Regions from separate parts of the Mus musculus genome. Here all the other regions are linked to region 1. A link is a contact called in public Hi-C and HiChIP or PLAC-seq data. All regions are on one chromosome and are shown on one strand. Each heading gives the region's core, a stretch centred on a gene start, on an enhancer-like site or on the middle of the called end of the contact. The rest is flanking DNA. Distances are from core to core; before and after follow the strand shown. Region 1 has its middle 7.4 kb from the start of Gm40746. Region 2 overlaps Gm33897 (a long non-coding RNA gene). Region 3 has its middle 58 kb from the start of 4930556N09Rik. Region 4 has its middle 29 kb from the start of Gm46240. Region 5 has its middle 72 kb from the start of Gm46240.

Region 1 (2,921 bases), core at 189-2,688:
CCTGTCAGAGCTTTGGGCGCAAACTTTAATTGCCATCTACTGAGGTTTTATCTTTTTCTATGTATTGAATGCTAGTACTGGCCCCCCGAGACCTGGTGGCCTCAGCTAAGAGAGAATACACAAAGTGATGGTACGTGACCTTGCTCTTTAATGATTACTGACTTGAAGACTGTGAGTTGACTGATATGGGTGCTGGGAATCAAACCTGGGTCCTCTGCACCAAGTGCTCCTAACTGCTAAGACATCACTTCAGCCCCTAAGGCAGGGATTCTCCGCTTGTGACTCCTTTTTACCAGAGAGATTTTGATGGAACATCAGATGGAGAAGCATATAAAATAAGTATACAAATGAAACACTACTAATAAATCATATTGAGATTAATTTTTAAAAACTTTGTATGCGTACAATCTATCATTTACTAAAGACAAAAGTCTATTTGCATACCAATGAGAGATGTGCTTGTTTCTTTTGCATAAAAAATTAAATCTTCTGACTATTTTACATTCAGAACATAGAGCACTTTCAGTTTTTCAAAGTAGATCAATATTTTGATTGGGGACTGGACAGGGATTGAACATTTGCTCCAAACAAAGCTAACAGTAAAGGGGACTGGACACTTAGAGACGGTGTTCTGAGAAATAAATTTATATTTATATAGCCATCAATGTTAAGAGTGCCATTTGGCATAAATAGGTAGTACAAACTGTCAGAAGTGTGCTTAGGAGCATTTAGAAATTGTTGGAAATTCTATCCTAATTGTAAGCCAAAATTCACTGGACAATTTTTGCAAGACTCAAAGAAAGAGGAAGAGAGAATAAGGCTGAGTCACTTGCATATTTTATTTTGCTCAAAATTTTCTCAGAACAACCATGATTATATCTGTATATACATAAAGTAAAATAAACAGAGTATAAGCGCAGCAGTGATGTATGTCACAAGCATTGTCTAATCAGAGTAAACTTGAAAATGACTCAATGACAACAAAATTTCAGGATCTAGAAGCACCCATTGGTCTAAGAGACTAATAACAAATACTTTGTTGTAGTCTGCAGCAACCTATAGCAAACACTTCGTTGTAGTGTGCAGCAACCTATAGCAAACTATAGCCACCTGCATACAGCCACGTTCAACACCCAGTCTAAGTCTGACTGTCTCGGAAAGAAGAGCCTCCTACTACATCTCTGCGTACGTCTGGAGGTAATAAAACACGTCCAAACGTTGCTCTATTCTCTATTGCAGCTTTGACTTATCTGTCATAATTCTCCACTTTGGGCTTAAAGACAATTGATTTTTTTTTTCCCTGTGTGGGCCCTTCCAGGATTTTGACTCCAATTGCTGGCAAAAGTGAGCTTTAGCTTCTCCAAAGTAAACATCTCTCTGTCCTCCAGCCGCCGTCCGTATGTGATGTTGAAAGAATGGCAGGAAATCAATGAGTCATGGTGGGGACTGGACAGGGATAGGACGTGCACTCCAAACAAAACTAACAGTAAAGGGGGCTGGACACTTTGAGATGGTGTTCTGAGAAACAAAGCCAAGATTTCAAGAAAAAGCAAGTACTTTACACAGGAAGGGAACTGAGCATCGTCTACACAGAGGGAAGAGTCTCATTGGGGATGGAGAAGAAGAAGACAGGATTGGATGCAGTACCCAGGCAGAGAGCAGCTAAGCCAAACAGAAGGGTGACAAAGTAGAGAAGTTGGGGGCGAGGGGAATAGAAAACTCAATTACAGCAGTCTTTCCCAGATGAACTGATTACCTATTGTGGTGAAGGGAGTTAGGAAACATGTTGTACCTTGTATTGCTGAGTTGGGAAGGAGCATTAAAAATACCAGTGGGGCTGGCAAGGTGGATCAATGGGTAAGGCACTCAAATCCAAACCCTTAGAATGCAGGTAAATCTGACCACCACGGTCTATAATCCCAATATCCCCACAGCAAGATGAGAGTCAGAGCAAGGAAAATCCTGCCCTCCCAAAAGCTTGCATACCAGATACCCTAGCAACATATATTGGCAGACAGAGACCCAACCTCCAGCTGTGAAAAACGAAGATGGACCCCTTACACATGCTCTGGTGCCTACACAAGAAAACACACACACACACACACACACACACACACACACACACACACACACCCCTTATCAAAATGGCCACAAAGGAAACGGAAGAGAGAGGCAGTGGGAGCTAAGTCCAGGCTTTTGTGGTAGCTGAATGTAGAAGAACGGTGCGGGCCTCCTGACAACACTGAGCATCTCAGTGTTTGCTTCACACGTTTTTCCTTTACCCTGCCACCTGATATATGGCCAGAGCAATTACAGGATTGCTTGTTGTTGACTGACCTATAAGGCCTATTTGCAGAGCACAGTAGTGGCTCTTTGTCCCCATTTCCAAGGGTATGTGCACCTTGGTGTGTACAGATCTACAAGGCCCTGGCCCGGTAGAGACCTCCACTCTGGGCATTTATTAAAGAGTCACAATACCTTCCCAGATTGCCTGAGTTATTACAAAAACCCAGCACCCCATGGTGTGAACTGTCTGACCTGTTCAGTCAGTCCCAACAGAAAATACATTCAAAGTGTTACATTTTCTTGTTTTAAAATTTTCCTATTTCCCATGACATTTTTTGTGAGCTCACTGTAAACATAGCTCTGTGTGTTTTCCCTTCCACCCTCTGAAAATGTGTGTTGTGTGAAATATTAAAAAAGCAATCCACGCTATGCTGGCAGGGCACTAGTGGGAAGACTGGCCTGTTCTCATCTCAGCAGACTCTCTAATCTGAAGCTCTGAAATCTCTCCACCTGGCTTACTAAATTCCCATGGTGGGTCATTGCCACGCCAGCCCATGATTCCAAATTCCCACGGCTTTTTGGGGTGCACTTCTTGCAAACCCATGCTTTGCCATGGTACCTTTCTCTCTGGAACC
Region 2 (2,700 bases), core at 175-2,674, 530 kb before region 1:
CCGTTCTGTAAAAGGAGTTTTGTGAAACTTAAATGAGAAGGTGCTCTATCTATCACCCGGGCTAGTAATCAGACTGAGCGGCTATAAATGAAACAGACCCAACTAAAACTGCCTGCGACAAAGAAATGGCTGCTACGGGTTAGGCGCAAACGCCAGAAACAAGTTGAATTTAGCCGCATGCGGATCTGGGACTTTAAATGTAGTCTCAAGACTGGATGCTCACCCTGTGTGTTCTGGCTCCCGTCTTTTACCTTGTGGCTCTGTTTTGTTGTTTCGCCTCATTCTTCAACAGGTTCCAAAACAATCCTAGCAGACATTCTCAAAGATGTAAAACCTGCCTCTCATCAAAGCTCCCTGTGGATGGATCCAGCCCTGAGTCTCTCACTATGGACAAGAAAGAACTGGGGAGCGCATGAGCAAGAGGCCCGGATATGGAGAGAGCATCCTGGGACTAGAGCCCAGCCGAAGCCACAGAAAGTGGGACACGAGCACTTCCCACAAGAAGACATAACCTGATACCCTCTTTCTTTTCTTCTCTTCTCTTCTTTTCAGAAAGTGGCTATGTGTCTAAGCAGATATCCATGCAATCCAATATTATCTCATCTTTTCTAAAAGAGAATGGAGAACCTTTCCTTAGCCTTCTTTAAAGGACCAGAGACAGCAATGTCCAAACCATAGTGTCTGGTGATACTGAGTTTTAAGAGTAACTTTTACTATACAGACTAGAGTAAAATACTGTTGTTCCTCCGGTCACACTAAAGACAACTTGTGGGCTGGCTCTTCTTGTTTGCCTGTGTGGTTTTGACAGATAGGAATTTGTTCTCATTGGCCTGAACCATGTAAGTATGTTGTCTCTGTGTTTCATGTCATGCAAGGGAAGTACGTGTTCAAGTCTACCATGGTTTTAAAACACTGGTTTTCCTTGCACGGTTCCAGAGTGGTGAGGTTGGTTTCATGAAGTTCTCTGAGAGAGCTCCTTCCAGCGGAAATGTCAAAGGCCGCGATTTGCACCTTTGTTGCAAATGAGACAATAGAGAAATGTGGAAAAGCACTCAGATACATAGCACAGCCTAATTAATTAAATTCTTCTTGTGGGTATCAAGGTCCACTCCTGGAGGCGAGCTAGTAAAAACAATGAACTGTGTGGATCTGGCATTTAAAGCCTTGACCACATATTTGCCCATCATCCTGACAGAAATGTCATTGCAGGAAGTTGTTAAAGGGACGAATACCACGGACTTGCAAATTGCCACAGCCCAGAACAGGCGGATTTTTACCCCCATAGAACCCTCCTGTTTTGTGGCTCCACTGTAAAGCTCTGGAAACAAGCAGGCTGTGGGAGGAGCAACCCGAAGGGAGGGAGAGCATTTCTGGGCGTGTCTTGGACCCTGGCCCCTAGCCCCGCCCTCCACAGTGAGCCACAGTTGTAGTGCCTGTGTTTACATTTGTACAAGCTGCTAGGACAGGCCCAGGCAGGGCTAAAGCAGGACCAGGCGCTTCTATCACACGCTGAGCAGAGAATGAGTCTCATTGGGGAAACAGTGAATCTGAGCATTGGGATCCTGCCAGTGGGAAATTCACATGCATGAAGAGACTGGTTCTTGCCCGTAGTTTGAAACAAGTGAAGGAAATAGAAAGGAGGGAACAAAGGACATCAGGAGGAGGAAAAACTCGGCCCCACTGTTATGCCCAGGTGGATGAAAAAGCTGAACTAGGGTTTGAACATACAGGAATCAGAAGTTAATCCATTTTCTGTCGCAAATGTGTTTGCATCGGAAGTTGAAGAGGTTTTGTCATCCTTCATAAACTCGTAATAATTTCTGGGAATATTTCTAAAAGCATGGCAGCTCTGGGAGATCTGGTGCCATCTGGATCATGAAGAGACAAAGCCAGAGTGTGCTAACCTCTGCACCTTCTAGGATTGGCTGTGTGTGCCTTCCCGTGTTTACTATGGCCCAAATTGAGCACGAGACCAGAACTAACAAGGGAGACTGGCCATCCGTGTTCTGAAGTACAGCGCGGGGCATTTGACCTTTTTGTTGTGTAGCCCACTTGCTCACTATGTTCTCCCAATTTCTCGTTGTTTCATTTTGGTAATCCAGGCTGGTATGTATAGAAGATGAATCTGTGTGTGCAGATTCTCCTTCCTCCAACACCTAAGTATAGGAATTAAATAGCATTAAAGGCACACGGGACCACGCTCAGTTTAACGCCGTAGTAGGGATACTAACCAGGGCTTCATTCATGCTAAGCTAAGCAAGCTTTCTACCTATTGAACTACATCCCCAGCTTCACAGGCTTGGTTTTAAAAACAAACAAACAAACAAAAACTGTCCCCACAAGCCACCTGAGCAGTCACCCGCAAACTTCTGAAATAGCTGGAATATACCCCCTCCACCCATGCTATCTCACCACAAAGACCTCCTACTATCTTTCTAGCCAATTTTTTTTTTCCTTTTAGAGGAGCTCTCAAGGGCACACCTCCCTTATCCGACCCAATAGCACATCCCATCCCACAGAAGCCTTGTCTGCATATCCATTCTTTCAAGACACAGAAGAGCTAACTACAAAAGCATCACAAGCCCGCCTCAGCTGACCTAGCAAATCACAAGCAGGACATGTGACCTCTGACTGCTTAAGACACCCGAAGGCTCCCGCTGATACCCGTCCCCACCCCGCACTCCTTATAGAAAAAATAAA
Region 3 (2,700 bases), core at 96-2,595, 910 kb before region 1:
AACCGTATCTTAATACTTCAATTGGGGCCTGATACACTGAAAGAGGCCAGCAGATATTTGAAATTAATACAGTCCCATCATCTCCAGTTATATAACATTGTTTTCAAGGGTACTGTCTGAACTCACAGATTTCAAAGTGTGGAGGGTGTTTGCTCATAGTTATATATTCCATTTACCATGTGTGCCTCCACACTTACTTCTGGGATGTCCCAATGTGTGTCATATTTCCATTGTGAGTAAGGGGACTGCTTGCATTGTCTATGGTATTTTTATCCTCCTTTGTTCACTCATCCTTCTTTTCTCTCCCAGAGTTCCTTCTCAGCTAATGCCTTTATTATTCAGAGGAAGCCAGCATTATTAATAACTCTAATTCCCAGAAGATACCATTGCTTTCAGACTGTCCTAGTTCTCAGCACACACAGGGACCTTCTAGAAAGACTTCTTTTCTAGAAGGCATCTAGTTCAAATAGAATCTTGGCATTTTTGATGATCCTCTTTTTGTATCTTGGAATCTAAGTGATGACTGTAAGTTAAGAATGATTCCACCGGACATTTTCTCCTCAACTTCTGAGAGATATTGGTCAGAGAACTATTAGCGTCTGTCCAGAACCTATAACTAACTGATCATTGTTATTAATCTAAAAGGAACTTAAAGTTTATTCATTCTAACTTCTCTACTTGAGCTAAGGGGGAACAGAACCATAGAAGTCAAGGAACACGATGCATTTCTCTCAACAGTGAAAGCTGATATCTAAGTCTAAGTAAGTGCTCTACCACCAGGCTATACCTCAAGCCCCAGGGATTTTGAAATGTGTATTGCCATATATCCCTGTTAGTCTCATGGAGTACCTCATGGCTACTCCCTCTGTGTAACTAACAATACATTACAAATAGGGAGGATTTGGTAGATAGGAAACCATAATCAGAATACAGTGTATAAGGAAAAACTATTTTCTATTACAAAAACAAACAAACAAAAAACAACAACAAAAGGCACCTTCAAGACAGATGGAGGAAATTGCACAAAAGACAGCAAAAAAGAATACAATCAAAGGTATTTCTGTATTAGAATGCTCACATCTAGTCGTGGGGGGAAAAACAAGCAGAGTGCAAGTGAATGCATAATGAACCAGCAAGGTAGTCAGCTCTTCGAAGACTCAGAAGATGTCTTAGATCCATAGGAAAGGAGACATGAGGGAGAGCTGAGCTGACTTGGGAAGAGTAAAGCCAGGGGAGGCTAGAACGAATGAATAGGAAGTAAAATGTCCACACAAACCACAGGGGATCCAATACCCTGATTCATACACCTCACCAGGTCCACAGAAAGAAATTCCTAGGATTCTCAGTAACCAAAGTGCATGAAATGAGAAACCATTGCAGCTGAACTTCCTATTGACATCCATTGTAAGAGTGAAACTATTTACTTTGGACATGTCACGACCATTAACCATCATGAAGCAGAGTTGCTATGGTAACCTATAGTCTGTCTTAGTGGGAAGTCGTGACAAGCAAAGAGGCAGACTGATACAGTGATAGCTAGGTCTAGCAATGATGTGTTACTGTTCACCTACAGAATAATCATAGAGAATTACTGGATCCTAACTTGGCATGCCAGCCTCTCCTCCCTCCTGCCACAGCTGCATGCAGTTTAGGAGGGGCAGTAGAATTTGGAGGAGGTGAAAATATTGACCGGAAATGGAACTCATTGGTATTTCTTCAGATTTTATATTTTATCACTCATGGTGATAGTGGGACTTCAAATTGAAGCAATTGCCTTTAAGTCACTCATGCTCCTACATATGGTCCTAACTTGTGGTCCTCTGAATCAGTCTAATAAACTCACTAGGTCTCCAACCTGAACTTGGTTAGCCTTTGCTTTGACCCGTGAATGCCCTCTTTTGAGGGAATAGACACATTATTGTAGACTTTCTCTGATAACCATTGAATGCTATAATCACCCTTGTCTCTTCTAGACTCTCAAATGTCTACATAAAAATGTTTTGGCAAAGGCATCATCCCAAGTCTACAACATATTTGTTCATCTGTCTCCATTTTACTCTAAGGTCTTCAGTCCAATCTACTCTCAGACTCATCTACAATACTGTGGTGGTCTTATAACTACTTTTTAAATGATCTGCATTTTTCATCTATATTCTCTATTTTACTGGAAGCAAGGATTGTTGGCCAACTCAAAAAGTAAGCTAGATAATTTCACTCCCTTTCTTTTAGGGTCTTTTCTTAAATCATTCACAGTAATGTTTAATTGTGGTATACTGACCTATCATTCATTTAATCTGGTCCATAACTACTTATGTGAACTTACTTCCCATTATTCTTATTGCCCAGTACCCACATCCCATCATCACATGCATATATATTTTATAATTCTTTTAAAATTCTGACTTCTACTCACAATATGTAACTATTTTAAAAAGTTCTTCTCCCTTCTCAGATTATATTTTCTTTAACCTTTTCTTAGCGACTTCTCCACCTTTAGATAGCTACCTAAATCTTCATCATTGGCTATAAGCCAGCCAACGGTTATTTTCCATTGTACTAACAAACACTCATTGTGTACTTATTGCTTGGCTGTGTTTTTTCAGTTGCAAGATCAATAAAAGCAAAGAACAAGTGTTGTCGTGTTCAGTGGCCCTTGTTCCTAGGATTCTGTCTGGTCCAAAGTAGACAGCCACCTTGATA
Region 4 (2,927 bases), core at 388-2,887, 680 kb before region 1:
CAAACGAACCAACAACCAACCAAACCAACCAAATTATCTACAGAAATAGAGCTGTGGCGATAGCTAGGTCATAAGATGCTTGCCATGCAATCACATGGACTTGAATTTGACCCCCCACAGCACCCACCTAAAAAGAAAACACCAGGTACAACAGTGCATGCCTGTAATCCGCCAGAGTGTTGGAGACAAGAAGATTCCTGGAGCTTGCAGATGATAATATGGCCAAATCTATAAGCTCTATGTGCAGGCAACAAGCCTGCCTGAAAAATAAGAAAATGGCCAGATATGGTGGGATATGTCTTTAATCCCAGCTCTTTCATTAAAGGCAGATTTCTGTGATTGAAGGCCAGGTTGCTGTATATAGTGAAACGGTACCTCAGAGAGAGAGAGAGAGAGAGAGAGAGAGAGATTAAGAGAGCGAGTGAGAGAGAGAGAGAGAGTTTTCTTCCATCACAGTTTCAACAGAATTTTACCAACAACCACATAAACTCCAGAAATTATAAGAACAAAATTATAATCCCATCTAGGTGTGGCACATGCCAGGAACACCAGAACTCGGGGGTTTTCAGGATGGAGAATGAGGTTTGCACCTACAGAATAAGTTTGAAGCCAACCTGGGCTACCGGAGACACTGCAAAGCACACTTGACTGTCCATTGTTTCGGGGTCACTGACTGTGCAGCCTGCAGGCTAGATTAGAAAATGAATGAATACCTTTCTCCTTCTCTTCTCATTCCTTCCATTGTTCCAAGAGCTCTAGCCCTTTCTCTTTTCTCAGTTTTCTTGTTTTAAACATTCAGCGATGGTGCTCTTCAAAGACTCTTCCCTTTACCTGAAACCTCTCATCATTTTTGATGTTCATTGAGTATATTGCAGCGTCCAGCCCAGCATAGCTCTTCCTCTCCCAGAGCCTTGTCTAATTAACACAGTGGAGTCCAGTCCTCCCTGTTAAGTATTTCCTCCTCTCTGTTCTCTTTCCATCTACCGCTTCATGAGTTATAACATTATGTATGTATCTTATATGTACATATATATATATATTACTGTATTATGTTATATTATGATATATTGTAATAACTGTTTTTATATCCCTTAAACTAAGACATTGATCACTACTCAGCAGCCTCTCAGCCACTCTGTAAGTAGTTATGGGCTCATGTGCATACTGCTCCTCACTAAAATACTCCTGGGATTTAGTCAGTATTTATCCTCAGAGCCTTATATAGCTGCTATACAATGAATTAGGCATGTTTCCTGTCTGTCTCAGAGGAGAAAAAGTTGCACACCACCAAAACATACAAGAACATGGCCTCTGTCTCATGTGGTCTGTCGGTGAGTCACAGGGCTCAGACTTATGAAGGCTCGGAAACCTGGATTCCTCATCTTTTTCCTCCCTACTGTGTATCTGAAGGAACAATATCTTTCCATCTTTACCAAGGAGGCCAGGATAAGAAAGGAAGGTGGAGCTTCTTATCTTTCAGGTAGTTCGGATGACCGACATTCCCAAGAAGCCATTACTGTTTGTGAGCCAACCATCACATGAAATATCTGAAAAGATCAGAGGAAAGGGCAGGCCACAGATGGGGTGGGGTTGTTGACCCTGCATGTGGCTGCCTTGCGCTGTGAGTCAGACACCCACATCCTGTCCACTCTGGCTCACTCTTGTTCTCGTTTTAAGAGCTCTATCAAAGAGATGAAGCCTTACGCCTTCAGAAGGCTTCTGTTACTTTTTGGCAAAAAGAAAATATATGTGTGCATTCTGTAGAAGTCTACCAAATGTGGGTCTCTCTCTTTCTCTCTTTCTCTCTCTCTCTCTTTCTCTCTCTCTCTCTCTCTCTCTCTCACACACACACACACACACACACACACACATACACAAACACAGGCTTGGAAGCCTGGGCCACAGAACAAACAGTAACTCCACACACTAAGTCATTTGGTATTAATTAAACACTGTTCTCTTTAAAGAAATGGCATCTATTTAGTTTGAGCCAATACCATTCAAATAAACTTACAAAGAATTATAAAGTATTTATTAATATTAACCTTGACTTTAATTTTAAACCAATTAGACATTTTGTTCTGGCTGATTCTCTGAGCTTACAAAAGTTTATATTGCAGGATATAAAGTTCTGATTATGTTTGACATCGCTCCTTGTTTTTAAACTTTATCCATTTGCATTCTCAGGTTAAAAAAATAATCAGACAACTGTCTCAATGTAGTTCTTCATATTTACTCTTTTTTTTTTCCAATTGCAGTTCTGGAAGGGAGGAGGGAAAAAGAAAGAGAGTTTTAAAAAGAGGAATTAAGTTAAGGCTCAGGAGAAATCTATTCTGTTATTCCAGTTTGAAATATTTATTCTTTTCATGTGGCTGTCAATCAATTACGGACAACATTTGATAGCTCCCTGGGTATCTTAAATAAGAGTCACAGACAAACATCGCACTTGGAAGCCATCTCACAGGAAGACTTAAGGACATGCTTCTTGGCCTCTGCTGAATTTGTTGGAGCTATGTCGCTTGGCGCTCATGTGGCTTCCCAACAATACCTCCATCTTGACAAGATGAAAGGCTCTGGTGTTCCTAATCTACTGTAGGCATCTGCTAGTTCTGCCTCTTCATTTCATCTTACCTTCTTCTCCAGTCTAGTTTAGTTATTTTTCTCACCTCACATCCCCTTTTCATTTAATTTCCCAGAATAAAGACATTGCACCTGAGATTCTCTCTTCTATCTCCCATAATCAGCTTCCAAATGCTGACACCATTGCATACACTAGCAAGATTTTGCTGAAAGGACCCAGATATAGCTGTCTCTTGTGAGACTATGCCGGGGCCTAGCAAACACAGAAGTGGATGCTCACAGTCAGCTATTGGATGGATCACAGTGCCCCCAATGGAGGAGCTAGAGAAAGTACCCAAGGAACTAAA
Region 5 (2,700 bases), core at 85-2,584, 640 kb before region 1:
CTCTTGTGAGTCTATGCCGGGGCCTAGCAAACACAGAAGTGGATGCCCACAGTCAGCTATTGGATGGGTCACACGGCCCCCAATGGAGGAGCTAGAGAAATTACCCAAGGAGCTAAAGGGAACTGCAACCCTATAGGTGGAACAACAATATGAACTAACCAGTACCCCTGAGCTCTTGTCTTTAGCTGCATATGTATCAAAAGATGGCCTAGTCGGCCATCACTGCAAAGAGAGGCCCATTGGACTTGTAAACTTTATATGCCCCAGTACAGGGGAACCCCAGGGCCAAAAAGGGGGAGTGGGTGGGTAGGGGATTGGGGGGGTGGGTATGGGGGACTTTTGGGATAGCATTGAAAATGTAAACGAGGAAAATACCTAATTAAAAAAAAAAAAGATTACGGTCTGTTCTCCGATGCCACTTCCTTGCTAACCTACATAACAGGAGAAAATGTAGGACCCAAATCTCTCTCAATAGTTTTCATCCATTTGAAAATGGACAAGAATTCCCTTCTCTAACATAAGAACTGGAGCTATTACTAAGTCAGCGATGACATAGAAAATCCCAAGAAGACTACAGGTGAGTTCTGTTTAGGTACTCTGAGTATATAACATGCTCAGCACGTGTTTTAGGGGTTCTGGGAACATGCCAAAGAATTAATTGGAGTTCCTTTAAAAAACGAAACAAAACAAAACTATTAGTTTATTAAATGGCTGACCTATTTCTTGCCACTTTTAATCTCATTTTTTCTTTCTGATTAAATGTAACTATATTAAGATAGACAATGGACATCCACCTTCCTATTTTCATAGTAGCCAGTGTTTTATCAAGGACAGGATTTCAAAGAGTGGCTATTGACAAGAAAAGATACTGAATACTTAGACAGCTTTCAACACTGAGAAGGCAATTAAAGAAAACCGTGATTTTAGTCTTTAAGACCACAAAAATAAACTTAAAACAACAGCTAACAATAAACCTCCCGTGATAAGCTTTCAAATTCTCAGACAGTGACTCTAAACGGAGGCTGGTCCCCAGAGCAACTTCTTGGAGACCTGGGTCTCGTTCTTGGAGCCTGCCAGGGGTTGAATTTGGGTATGTAAACATCCTGAAAGCTCTCTGAATTTTCAATATATTTACAGTCTTCCTTTGAAACCACTGCTCTGGTTCTAAATGTTTCAATCATTGTGTGATCTTGTGTTCTTAATACCAATCCAACTTTCTCCCCTGTGCTTGTTTTTCTGCTTCGTGTGTCTCAATATCAAAATATTCTTACCCCATGAGTCATTTTGGAAGCAAAGGTTTCAGGAAGTAAAAGCTCAAAAACCTCATGGCTGAAGTCATCCTCCTAAAATATATCCCTTATTCTCCATATGATGTACCGCGGCCTGTGCTTTCCTCTGGATGGTGATAATGGTAGCCTTCTGAAATCAACATGTTTGACCACGTACTTCTATTTTACAAATGCAGACTAAGTCAGGGATACCAAATGGCAATGTCATAATCCTTCTGTTCTCTGCCAACCCATTGCCTTATGGACTCAAATATGCTTCTCTTGAAACAGATGGCTCTCCCTACTCTCCAGGTTATTACATAAGGAGACGAGGGGCAGCTGATTGACTGTGCCTGATTTCCAGGGAGACCAGCACAAGCCACATGACAGGACCACAGGTGTACAGAGCGAGCTCGGCTTCAGAATTAGGCTTGCCTGAAATTCAACCTTGGCTCTGTGTCATGAGCACAGGACACCTTATTTGCCTTCTATCTTTCTTCTGTAGAATGATCAGAAGTATCATCTCCCTTACATGTTCATTAGAAATTATATATATACATGCACATATACTCTCTATATACACACAAATAAATATGTGTACATGTGTGTGTATATATATACATATAAGAACTTATATATATGTATATATATATATGTGTGTATATATATGTATATATATATATATATATATGAACTGAAAATACCCAATAGAAAATTTGCTTTCTTAGAATTTATATGTGAAAAACCAAGACTTTCCCAAACTCATTTCCACTGTTTTTCACAAAGCAAAATGGCTTCTCCCTCAAGCAGTTTTATTTATCTGATGTCTGATCACATCCTCTCAAGTGTTCCTTCCTTGACCTACAAGTGCAGCAGTAGAGGAAGTATGGGGGCTAGAGAATGGCTTGGTGATTCCCAGGGCTTACTGTTCATGCAGAGCACAGGAGCTGGGTTCCCCGCACCACGGTTATGAAGGTCACTAGTGCCCACTGGTTTGATGCTTTCTGGGAGTCTCAGGGGAGCCTGCACTCACGTGCACATACCTACACACAGACATACATACGCATGTAGTTAACACCAGAATAATAATAACTATGGAACTCAGGCCAGCTCGAGTTCCTGTCCCAGCTCCACCCTGTCCTCTCTGTGGATCCCGAGAGGGGCATTTCTTTGTATTTTAAGCATTTCTTCACGAATAAAATGATCTATAGAATCACAACACACTTGAAAAGAAAAAGACTGGTACAAGTTACAATCTCAAAGTTGACTTTCCCTTTCTTTTTTATCTGTAGCACTCTTCTTGTGGACATAGAGAGAGATGTGCACATACATACACACGCGCACGGTCAGTTCTGTCTGGCTCAGGCCATTCATCTCAGATAAATCCTCTTTCCCCAGGAAATCCAGCTTCAGTTTTCCCAGATTTCATACT

What was found. HiChIP or PLAC-seq counts read pairs in DNA pulled down with a chosen protein or histone mark. Hi-C and Micro-C count contacts between places; a contact is called where the count stands out from the background.
Region 2: a FOXA1 HiChIP or PLAC-seq map of pancreatic cancer cells shows a contact between it and region 1. The contact joins two enhancer-like sites. A contact is called at or near these places in 5 of 115 datasets of contacts at active chromatin or transcription factors (CD8 T cells, double positive thymocytes, effector CD8 T cells and 2 more).
Region 3: a contact with region 1 is called in a FOXA1 HiChIP or PLAC-seq map of pancreatic cancer cells. The contact joins two enhancer-like sites.
Region 4: a CTCF HiChIP or PLAC-seq map of the NIH/3T3 cell line shows a contact between it and region 1, with 6 read pairs. The contact joins two enhancer-like sites. A contact is called at or near these places in 1 of 15 datasets of contacts at CTCF or cohesin (the NIH/3T3 cell line) and 1 of 484 Hi-C or Micro-C datasets (bone marrow-derived macrophages).
Region 5: a contact with region 1 is called in a Hi-C map of bone marrow-derived macrophages, with 13 read pairs. The contact joins two enhancer-like sites. A contact is called at or near these places in 1 of 484 Hi-C or Micro-C datasets (bone marrow-derived macrophages) and 2 of 115 datasets of contacts at active chromatin or transcription factors (memory CD8 T cells and pancreatic cancer cells).

What each region holds. Positions count from the first base shown.
Region 1 is chr10:96,186,843-96,189,763 of GRCm38.p6, reverse strand. No RefSeq gene overlaps it. Among named protein-coding and RNA genes, the nearest start is that of Gm40746, 7.4 kb to the right of the region's middle. Within about 2 kb of position 1,438, at least 84 of the 459 cell types and tissues checked have an H3K27ac peak or open chromatin away from gene starts, as enhancers often do. A contact at or near this core is called in the NIH/3T3 cell line, bone marrow-derived macrophages and pancreatic cancer cells, where this site is marked.
Region 2 is chr10:96,721,400-96,724,099 of GRCm38.p6, reverse strand. The region is part of intron 2 of Gm33897 (a long non-coding RNA gene); the gene reads right to left. Among named protein-coding and RNA genes, the nearest start is that of Gm33897, 7.0 kb to the right of the region's middle. Within about 2 kb of position 1,424, at least 146 of the 459 cell types and tissues checked have an H3K27ac peak or open chromatin away from gene starts, as enhancers often do. A contact at or near this core is called in pancreatic cancer cells, where this site is marked.
Region 3 is chr10:97,092,741-97,095,440 of GRCm38.p6, reverse strand. No RefSeq gene overlaps it. Among named protein-coding and RNA genes, the nearest start is that of 4930556N09Rik, 58 kb to the right of the region's middle. Within about 2 kb of position 1,345, at least 14 of the 459 cell types and tissues checked have an H3K27ac peak or open chromatin away from gene starts, as enhancers often do. A contact at or near this core is called in pancreatic cancer cells, where this site is marked.
Region 4 is chr10:96,870,376-96,873,302 of GRCm38.p6, reverse strand. No RefSeq gene overlaps it. Among named protein-coding and RNA genes, the nearest start is that of Gm46240, 29 kb to the left of the region's middle. Within about 2 kb of position 1,637, at least 84 of the 459 cell types and tissues checked have an H3K27ac peak or open chromatin away from gene starts, as enhancers often do. A contact at or near this core is called in the NIH/3T3 cell line and bone marrow-derived macrophages, where this site is marked.
Region 5 is chr10:96,827,680-96,830,379 of GRCm38.p6, reverse strand. No RefSeq gene overlaps it. Among named protein-coding and RNA genes, the nearest start is that of Gm46240, 72 kb to the left of the region's middle. Within about 2 kb of position 1,334, at least 41 of the 459 cell types and tissues checked have an H3K27ac peak or open chromatin away from gene starts, as enhancers often do. A contact at or near this core is called in bone marrow-derived macrophages and pancreatic cancer cells, where this site is marked.